2 separate regions of the Mus musculus genome follow, and region 2 is linked to region 1. Evidence: chromatin contacts called from public promoter capture Hi-C data. All regions are on one chromosome and are shown on one strand. The core of a region is the stretch at or near the end of the contact, and the rest is flanking DNA. Distances in the headings are between cores, read along the strand shown.

The links. Promoter capture Hi-C pulls out the DNA fragments that hold promoters and counts their contacts.
Region 2: a contact with region 1 is called in a promoter capture Hi-C map of cranial neural crest. The contact joins the promoter of Rint1 here to the promoter of Lrrc17 in region 1. A contact is called at or near these places in 1 of 39 promoter capture datasets (cranial neural crest) and 1 of 115 datasets of contacts at active chromatin or transcription factors (large pre-B cells).

The regions. Positions count from the first base shown.
Region 1 is chr5:21,539,887-21,544,993 of GRCm38.p6, reverse strand. Lrrc17 (leucine rich repeat containing 17) reads right to left here and starts at 1,467. Exons shown (of 4, transcript NM_028977.1): 1 at 1,275-1,467. Fbxl13 (F-box and leucine-rich repeat protein 13) reads left to right here. Exons shown (of 21, transcript NM_001199632.1): 12 at 1,205-1,334.
Region 2 is chr5:23,785,347-23,789,910 of GRCm38.p6, reverse strand. It overlaps Rint1 (RAD50 interactor 1), which reads right to left and starts at 2,200. Exons shown (of 15, transcript NM_177323.4): 1 at 2,029-2,200; 2 at 1,576-1,621. The coding sequence starts at 2,070.

The DNA of each region.
Region 1 (5,107 bases), core at 218-2,717:
TGCACACAGCTATTCCCAGAGGGGAACGTGTGTTCTCAATCAGTAACTCACCTCGGAATAGAGCCATTAAATCATATAGACTTGAGTTTTGATTTTAGGGCTAAATCTAACCTATGGGCAAGGGTTGCATATCTTATTTCACATTTATGTTAAGATAAACTTGCTTTGCAAGCATCAGGAGAGGTGGAGGGGCATTCTCTGCCTCCTTCTAGAGTACTCGATGGCCGCTAAGCTGTTGCAGACTCCAGACTAAGAGCGTATTGGTAGTTATTGCACAAGGAGGCAGCAAGAATCCTTACATTTTTAAAGAATGCCATGCTGAGGAGGGCTTAGAAGCTTGTCCACAGAGTGTCCTGAAAATGCCAGCCCTTACGTGGTGGAACAGACACATCCTAAACCAACCCATGCCCGCCCGGTCCCCTTTCTTCTGGAAGCTCTCATTTTGGTCATTGTGGTAATGGCATCTTTCCTGTTCCAACTCCAGTGAGATTGACAGCCTCCTGTGTAATTTTTATTTGTCTCAAGTGTTGCCCACTTAGCTACTCGATGTTCTTAGCCTATGTTTAACTCCTGAGTACATATCAGTCTGAACCGTTATTTTTAATTATCCTAAGGACATCATTACTCACAAAGCCATGCACGTTGAAATCTCTGGCTTTTAAATCATTTTTTTAATCAGACCCATTTTTTATTTGTCTCAAGTGTTGCCCACTTAGCTTGCTGCGTAAGGTTTTGTCTTCTTTCTGCCCTGATTCCTCACCATGATGGAACAGCTACTTTCCATAAAATGCTTATGAAATGTTTATCTTTCTCAACAGTTCATGTAGTAGTTTGGCAAAGGTAAGAGCTAAAAACTAGAGAGTAAACTCTAACTTGGGTTTCAGCAACAGACTTTCAAATAATATGCATGCAAGACTCCACCCACCCTCCAGCCAAGAAAAGTGTTACCCCATCAAGTTTCATGGAATCCTCCCAGATAGCCTTTCTTTCCCTTTGACATGCAGCCATGCATTATCTTCTCTATCACTGACACCCCCTTCACGTAACAGCAAGAGAGACTGCAGCTGTAAAACTGCCGAACATCTGCAAGCAGAGTGCACGATGAATACAGCTTTCGGTCTCTTTGTCATAGTGGCTCAAGAAAGACTTGAGAAAAGCTAAGTATTTGACTCTCCTTCCTCCCCTCTCTGCCCCATCGCCCCAGGTACTTCCACAACTTACAGAACCTCAGTCTGGCTTACTGCCGAAAGTTCACCGACAAAGGCTTACAGTACCTGAACTTGGGGAACGGATGCCACAAGCTCATCTATCTGGACCTTTCCGGCTGCACCCAGGTTTGCCTCCCAGTCTCAGTCTTCTCTGTCCTGCAGCAGGCGAGGACGTCCTCCCGAGAGCCAGCTGCATCCAGCCCTCATGTTGCACTAATGCTGTGCGTGGAGCACAGAACACTCTGCTGAGGTTTTAAATTACATGGCCACAGCTGCTTCAATTTTCTCCAGGATTGCTACTATAGGCGCCTGGCTTCTGTCCACAGGCGCGTCACATCAACAAACAGGCAGAGCTCATTGGATGATGAAACGGACCACTTCTGAGAACAGTTTGAGGGCAGAGTCCAAATCTCCAAAACTTTATAGAGCCACTAAGATACAAACAAATGGGGTGGGATACACAGGATTCCTGACAAGGCAGTTAGGTCCCCCGTGGGCTTTTCTCTGGGTAAAATGCTACAAGCAATAAATGTGAGAAATAGAAGTCCCACATAAAGGACCGTAAATGTTTAAAACTGCATTACATACATATCCTAAATATTACAAAGATGTGAGATTCGGGTGGGAAACTGTTTGAAGATGAAGGGACAGGGATTGGGGAAGTTGGGCAGGCAGTCATGTGAAATATATGGCATTCAGATGCACTCGCTACTTCTTCCACAGTTCCTTCTGCTATCTATAGTTTCCATAGACTTAAGCTATCCTTCCTGTGACCAATTTTCTCCCATTTCTTCGTGTCTCAATATTGATGTCTTCAGTAGTATACTATGTTCTTCATAATGCCACACAGGTGAGAGCTGGTTAAAATAAATGTCTAACCACAACCAGCTAGCTGTAGTTGCCAATGATTGAGCTGTTTTTGTGTTAGGTGAGACATCACTCTTTATACAGTGGATTCCTTGTGAGGGTTTTGTGCCCATTTACCAAAGTTCCAAGTGGTAGAATAAACCGGCCAGTTTTGCCTAGAAGCCTATGGTGTAGGTCACATGATAAGCACCTGGAGGCGGACACCACGGGGCAAGGAATTCTTATGCAGCTGCACTGTTCCCTGAACATGACTTCCTAGTGTTCTAGGTATGAGAGGTGAGAAGAGAAGACTTGTCTAAGGTTGAAATAAATGTACAGAATGGATACTTCCGTGAACTAGCGTGCAGACGTGCATTAGTACCAACCAGGACTTAAGTTGGAAGTACCCTTGTTTTCCTCATTGTGGCTGGATTTCTGATAGCTTTTTGACCTTGGCCATCTGATGTCTCTAAAGTACTTATTAAGAAAACCTGGGACTGTAGGAATTGTACATTCTTTCTCTGCTTTCCGTTGAGAGCAGCTGCTTTAAAAAGCTTTGTTATGGTTTTACAGCCTAGGAATGTCTTTCTCCCAGATCTGGGAGCTGTCCCTTTGACACAATCTCATCAAAGAGGATAGTGTCTCATCTGTGGGAGGGTAGAACACTACCTCAGATGAGACCCTAGGAAACACAGACCCCCCCTACCACAGAGAAAAGTGTTTCTAAGTACAGAGAGAAATTTGTGTGCTCAAAAAATTCCTCCAGCCAAACTTGCTAACTGTAAGTGTTTTAGCACTTTCCCTGCATCTCACCTTAAACAGTCTCCCACAGTAGGCCTTATGTTGTGTACATGCATATTGTGGCCACAACACACATAAACTTGTCTATGCACACACACAAACACATTCATGCCGCCCCACGTACACACATGAACAAACATGTACAAGCACACTCATTCCCATATATACTCATACATACACATGCACACATCTACACACATCTACACACACACACACACACACACACACACACACACACTCTCTCTCTTTCTCTCTCTCTCTCTCTCTAGGCAGTTATTAGCAGATACAGTAGAGTCCAAGTAAGATTCTGTGCTCTACTGCCAAACATACCTGATCTGTCATTGAAAACTGAGCTAATGTTTAAAATTGTAGGGTTTTCACACACACACACACACACACACACACACACACACACACACACACACACACACATACCTAGATTTAAAAAATAAGCGCAACCAAAGGCTAGAGATATTCATATTGTAGGGGGTGCACTCCACTATGGTAGCAGTGAACTGGAGCTGAGTCAGCCGTTTCCCTTTGAGCCGGGGCATGCTTGCATCTTCATTTGCAACCTGGCCTCTGTTTGATAATGTTCTTATGTATGTGTGATTATACAGACAGTGATCTCATCTAATGCATTGCCTGTGTGGCCTCAGTTGCTATTTAAATTTGGTCTGAATGTGTAAGAATAAGACTCTTGGGTTGGGAAGAAAGCTCACTCAGAAAGCCTTGCAAGTGTGACCTGACTTCAATCCTCAGAACCAAGATTAAAAACCAAACCAAATGCAGAGGTGCTAAAACGCTTCACTTGTAATCCCCTACCAGTGGGAGTCAGGGAGAGAGGATCCCTGGGACTTGCTGGGCAGCCAGCCTAGCTAACCTAGTCACAAGTAACCAACCTACAAGATGAGCGCCAGACCAGTAAGGCTCAAAAAACCAAAGCAGACAGCTGATGAAGAATGATACTCAAGACTGATCTCTGGACTCCACGATCACACACATGTGCACATGCACACACACACACACACACACACACACACACTTGAACATGTCCACAGGTGCATACACAAACACAAATGTACACATTCATAGATGCACACATATGCACACACATGTGCACAGCATGAACACAAATGCACACACATATGCATGCTTAACATGTACATGCACACATGTTCACATTATGAGCACATGTATGCATGCATACATGATGTACACACTCATACACATACACACAAGAATGAAACTCTAACTTTTCTTGTTTTGTAAACTTCAAATCACAAGTATTTGTTTCTTTTATTTGTCCTTTATCTACTTCTATTTGGTTGGGAATCCAAAAAAAGATTTAATTCTTGATGTCAGGGACTAGGAACTGGGCAATTGAACCCAAGCCCCATTCTGCCTTCGGGGAGTGAGAAGGGAACACTCACCAAGTACAGACTTCCAGGGGGAGTAGCAATGTAGCTTTGTAAAGAACACTGCAGGCTTCATGCCTGCGTTTCTGAGCAGCTGCTCTAACCCTCAGGGGTAGGCCTGCATATCTGCCACCTCAGCTTAATTTCAAATAAGGAATCTGGCAACCCACTGTTTTCCTGTTAGGAGGAGGTTCTGTCTTTGTCTTAGGGTTTCTATTGCTATGATAAAACACCATAACCAAAAGCAACTTTGGGAAAGAAGGGTTTATCTTAGCCTATAGAGTCACAGCACAGTTCATCACTGAGGGAAGCCAGGGCAGGAACTTAAGGCAAAAGCTGATGCAGAGGCCATGGAGGGATGCTGCTTACTGGCTTGCTCTTCATGGCTTGCTCAGCCTGCTGTCTTATAGAATCCAGACTACTAGTCCAGGAATGGCACTACCCACGATGAGCTGGGCCCTCCCCCTATCAATCACTGAATTAAGAAAATGCCCCACAAGCTGGCCTACTGCCCAATCTTTTAGAGGCACTTTCTTTTTTACAGGGTTTCTCTGTGTAGCCCTGGCTGTCCTGGAACTCACTCTATAGACCAGGCTGGACTCGAACTCAGAAATCTGCCCGCCTCTGCCTCCTAAGTGCTGGGATTAAAGGCGTGCATCACCACGCTTGGTGAGGCATTTTCTTAACTGTGAGTCTCTTTTCTCAGATTACTCTAGCTTGTGCCAAGTTAACAATAATAGAAGAATCAACCAGGACTGTTGTGGGAACTGGAATATGTTTCCTATGTTTGGAATTTTGCTCTAGGAAGTTATATGTGAATATATAACTAAAATA
Region 2 (4,564 bases), core at 951-3,450, 2.2 Mb before region 1:
ATATGTATGTCTGTTTACCACATTAGTCAACGTACATAGAGGCCAGAAGAGAGCATTGAATCTCCTAGAACTATAGTTACAAGCAGTTGTTAGCCACACTGTAGGTGAAGTCAGCTCCTCTGAAGAATATCAAATTCTCTTAACTGCTAAGCCCATTCTGTCTGCTGCTTTGTTTGTTTGGTGGTGTAGGGCTCAAGTTCAAACCCAGGGCTCCCAAAGTTCTAGGCAAGAAAGAGCTCTGGCACTTTAACTTCCCAGGCCACTTCAGGCTTTGGGTTTTGTTTTGTTTTATTTTTTTTAATTATTATTTATTTGTTTAAGGATTTGTTCATTTGATTTATGTGCACAGGTGTTTGCTTCCGTGAGTTTATGTGTACCATGTGTGAGCAAGAGCCCTGGGATGGCAGGACTGTACATTTAGACTTCTAAGACTGAAGTACTGAGCTGTCACGTGGGTTCCAGGAACTGAACCCAGGTCCCCTGTAACAGCAGCAAGCACTCTTAAGCACCAAGCCATCTTTCAAGCTTATCAGAAGCCAACAGTAAGAGCAAACTTCCTCCTGGGAGCCACATGGAAATGTGGGCACCCTTTCTCTTACTGTCAAGGTCACTGAGCTTAACTGTTAACATAAGGGCTTTTTAAAAAATACTTCAGGCTGGAGAGATGGCTCAGAGGTTAAGAGCACTGACTGCTCTTCCAAAGGTCCTGAGTTCAGGTCCCATCGACCACATGCTGGCTCACCATCACCCATGATGAGATTTGACGCCCTCTTGTGGTGTGTCTGAAGACAGCTACAGTGTACATAGATATAATAATAAATAAATCTTTAAAAAATACTTCAAAAGCTCCTAAAGAGGTTGGGCATGTGACATCTGTGAAATAGAAGACTGTGGATCTGGAGTCCAAGGTCATCCTTAGTCACACAAAAGTCTGGGGCGAACCTGGGTTACGCTCCACCTTGGTTAAAGAGAGAGAGAGAGAGAGAGAGATTGAGAGAGAGAGAGAGAGAGAGAGAAACAAAAACAGCCCCTTCAGGGTGCTGGATTCCTAATAACCTGCTACGCTTATCTCAAGTGAAATAACAAATATCCAGGAGTCTGACATAGTTTCCTGTCCTAGGTACTGGGTCTTTTCCATGTCACCTACCCAGACCAAGCCCTGGGACCTAAGGTGTGGGCTACCTGCAGCAAACTGTAATTACTTACTCACTGAAGGCAAAAGTACAATTAACCTATTATCAAACCTCTTCCTAGAACCCAGTAACAGTGACCAGCATAACCCCTCTAAATACCTGATAACGAGCTGACAGTTCATTAAAATGGCAGGTCCCAGTGAAGCCAAACCAGTCACTGTCCTAGGAAGGAGCGTCAATGTGCTCTTTCTATATTTCACAGTCTTAGAGAGACAAAAGTCCACGTGCAAAGATAACTAATATTTATTACTGTTTAAACATTGTACAGAAAGAATACTCCATTGAAAAGATAGCAGACTAAGAAACTCTTTTGCAGACTCTGAAAAGGCGAGCTTCGAAGGGCAGCTAGACAAAAAGAACTAAGGGTTTAAAGCCTGCTTACTTTTCACGTCTGTGTTCTTCGTTTCGTCACCACTCTCGGGGCAGCACTGGCAGAAAAACAGGTGTGGCAAACAAGTTAGACTGAAGTAAGTGGAATTCATACAGCGCTCCGAAAGGTCCCATACTGACGGGCGGAGAGGTCCTAGGCGCCTCTCCCAGGGGCATGCCTGACACTACTGCCACCTTCCCAGAGGTCTGGACCACCTCCCCAGGGTCCGAGTTACTCTGCCCGGGCACCGAGGCCACTTTCCCGCCAACTCTCAAAACTGTCATCTTCTGGGACATCGGACATTGCACTGTGACTACCTCCCCAGGGACTCCCTTGCCTGCTTCCGGCCGTGGGAACCACCGCCAAACCACTTCCAAGGTAACCTGTCCCCGGGGCGGAGGTGGGGTCTGTGCCACCTCGCAGGGTCACCAGCGTCCCTTCCCCGGGTTTCCAGGGACGCCTCACCGGGGCTGCCGGCACTTCGCCGATATCGTCAGCCGCAAGCATCCTGCCTCCGCACGAATTCTGGATTCCATGCACCGCCAGCCCGGCCTGCAGAGTCCGGCTAGGGAACACACAGACTGGGCGACCAGACCAGCCTTCTGGGACGCAGGGTTGAGCGCCACCTCGACTTCCTATCACCGACTCTCTGGTTCCGTTCTCTTGGCCTAGAGAGGCATATCTGCGCGCCGCTGTCCTGTTCTGTGGCGCCCCCTGCTGGTTGGATGTCATGTTGGCCGCTCAGGGAACCTGGCAGCCCTACTGCTTCCCAGGCTGCTGAGTTCTGTGCAGGAGCTCTCTCCACTTCTTTGGAGTTACTAAAAATAAAATTCGGCCCTGGCATGGTGTCTCACACTTGGAATTCCACCGTTTGGGAGGTGAAGGCGGGAAAACCAGTAGTTCAAAGTCAACTCCAGCTACACACTGAATTCAAGGAGGGGAGAGGAAGGAGGGGAGGAGAAAATACTCATGATACCCTTAGGATGGTGAGCCACAAGTCGGGAGCGGAGGCGGGAAGATTGCCACTAGTCCCTGCCAGCTTGCTCTATAAAGTGAATTCGGTATCAGCTAGAACAACACCTATCTCAAAATGGCTCAGCGCATAAAAGCATTTGCCACCAAGACACCGGAGTTCCATACTTGGCCCACGTGGTACTAGGTAGGAGTGTCAAAGTGCTCTTTCTATATTTCACAGTCTTAGAGAGACAAAAGTCTACGTGCAAAGGTAACTAATATTTATTTATTTATTTATTTATTTATTTATTTATTTATTTATTTATTTATTTTTGGTTTTTCGAGACAAGGTTTCTCTGTGTAGCCCTGGCTGTCTTGGAACTCACTCTGTAGACCAGGCTGGCCTCGAACTCAGAAATCCGCCTGCCTCAGCCTGTAACTAATAGTTATTACTGTTTAAGCGTTGTACAGAAAAAAATACTCCATTTAAAAGGTAGGGACTAAGTAACCTCTTTTGTAGACTCAAGAGTAAGCTTTGAAGGACAGCTAGACAAAAGGAACACTCCTTCATATATTTTCGAACTGGAAGGTCCAGATCTGTTTGTAGGAGGGTTGAAACATTCTGGGAGTCAGACAGAGAAAGAGCACTCAAAATCTGGCATCCAGTTTGCTGGGCAAAGCCCCCTAAACCTCTACTGTTTTCCAGGGAGGAGGAACTGAATTACTTAGAAGCAAGGGATAGGTAGAGAACATGGAAATTTGACAGGCAAACCCTGGAAGGCAATGCCTTTGAGACCAAACAAATGGGGAGAAAACAGAAAAAAAAAAAACAACAAGCAAACAAACAAACAAAAATCTTTAGAGGAAACAGAAACTACTCCGTGAGAAGAAAACTCACTGAGGTGTAGACATACATGCAGACAAAACACCCATACACATAAAATGAAAAAAAATAAATAAATAAGAGCCGGGTATGGTGGTGCATGCCTTTTATCCCACAACTCAGGAGGCAGAGGCAGGTGAATCTTTATGAATTCAAGGCCAGCCTCATCTACATAGTGAGTTGAAGGATAGACAGAGCTATATAGTGAAACCCCGTATAAACAAACAGACAGACAGACAAACAGGATCTGGAGAGATGGCTTCAGCAACTAAGAGTACTAGCAGCTCTTTCAGAGAATCCAGGTTCACTTTCTAGCACCCACGCAGCAGCTGACAGCTCTCTGTCTGTAACTCAATTCTAGGGTATCTGACTCTCTCTCTGAACTCTCTGGACACCAGACACACACCTGGTATACAGTCACACATACAGGCAAACATCCACACACTTTAAAAAATAAAAATAATAAAATTTAAAAATTTAAAATTAAAACAGGATCTAGGCTATATTATACCATATAGCTGTATCTGAGTCTGCTGACCTTAGGACATTAAGGTATTAATTTACCCTAGCCCCAAGAATGTGCAGCTGTACAAGAATTAGTGAAATGGGCTAGGCATGATGCCACAAGTTTATAATTGCAGTGCTTTTGAGACTGAGGGAGGAGGCTCTTGAATTTGGGATTAGCCTGGGCTATATACTGAGCATCTATCTTAAAAAGGAAAAAAAAACAGAAAGAAAGAATTAATAAAATGATTAAAGACAAATGAAAGAATTTAGGTAGGTAACTACAGAGAATAATCTTAGAGGAAGACAATGTAGAAGCCACAAGTCTGAACTAAATATATGTGACTGTAGTGATTTGAATAAGAATGCCCCCATAGGTTCATGTGTGCGAATACTTGGTCTCCAGTTGATAGAACTGTTTGGGAAGCATTAGGAGGAGTGGCCTTGTTGGAGGAGGTGTGGCCTTGTTGGACAAGGTTGTCACAGTCAGTTGGCTTTGAAGTTTCAAAAGCCCACACCATTCCTGACTTTCTCCGCTGTGTACTTGTGGACAAAGATGTGTGCTCCCAGCTGCTGCCTACCTACCAGCTGCCAGGATTACTGTGGACACACCCTCTGAAACTGTAAGACCCAATAAACTCTTCTTTCTATAATTTCCTT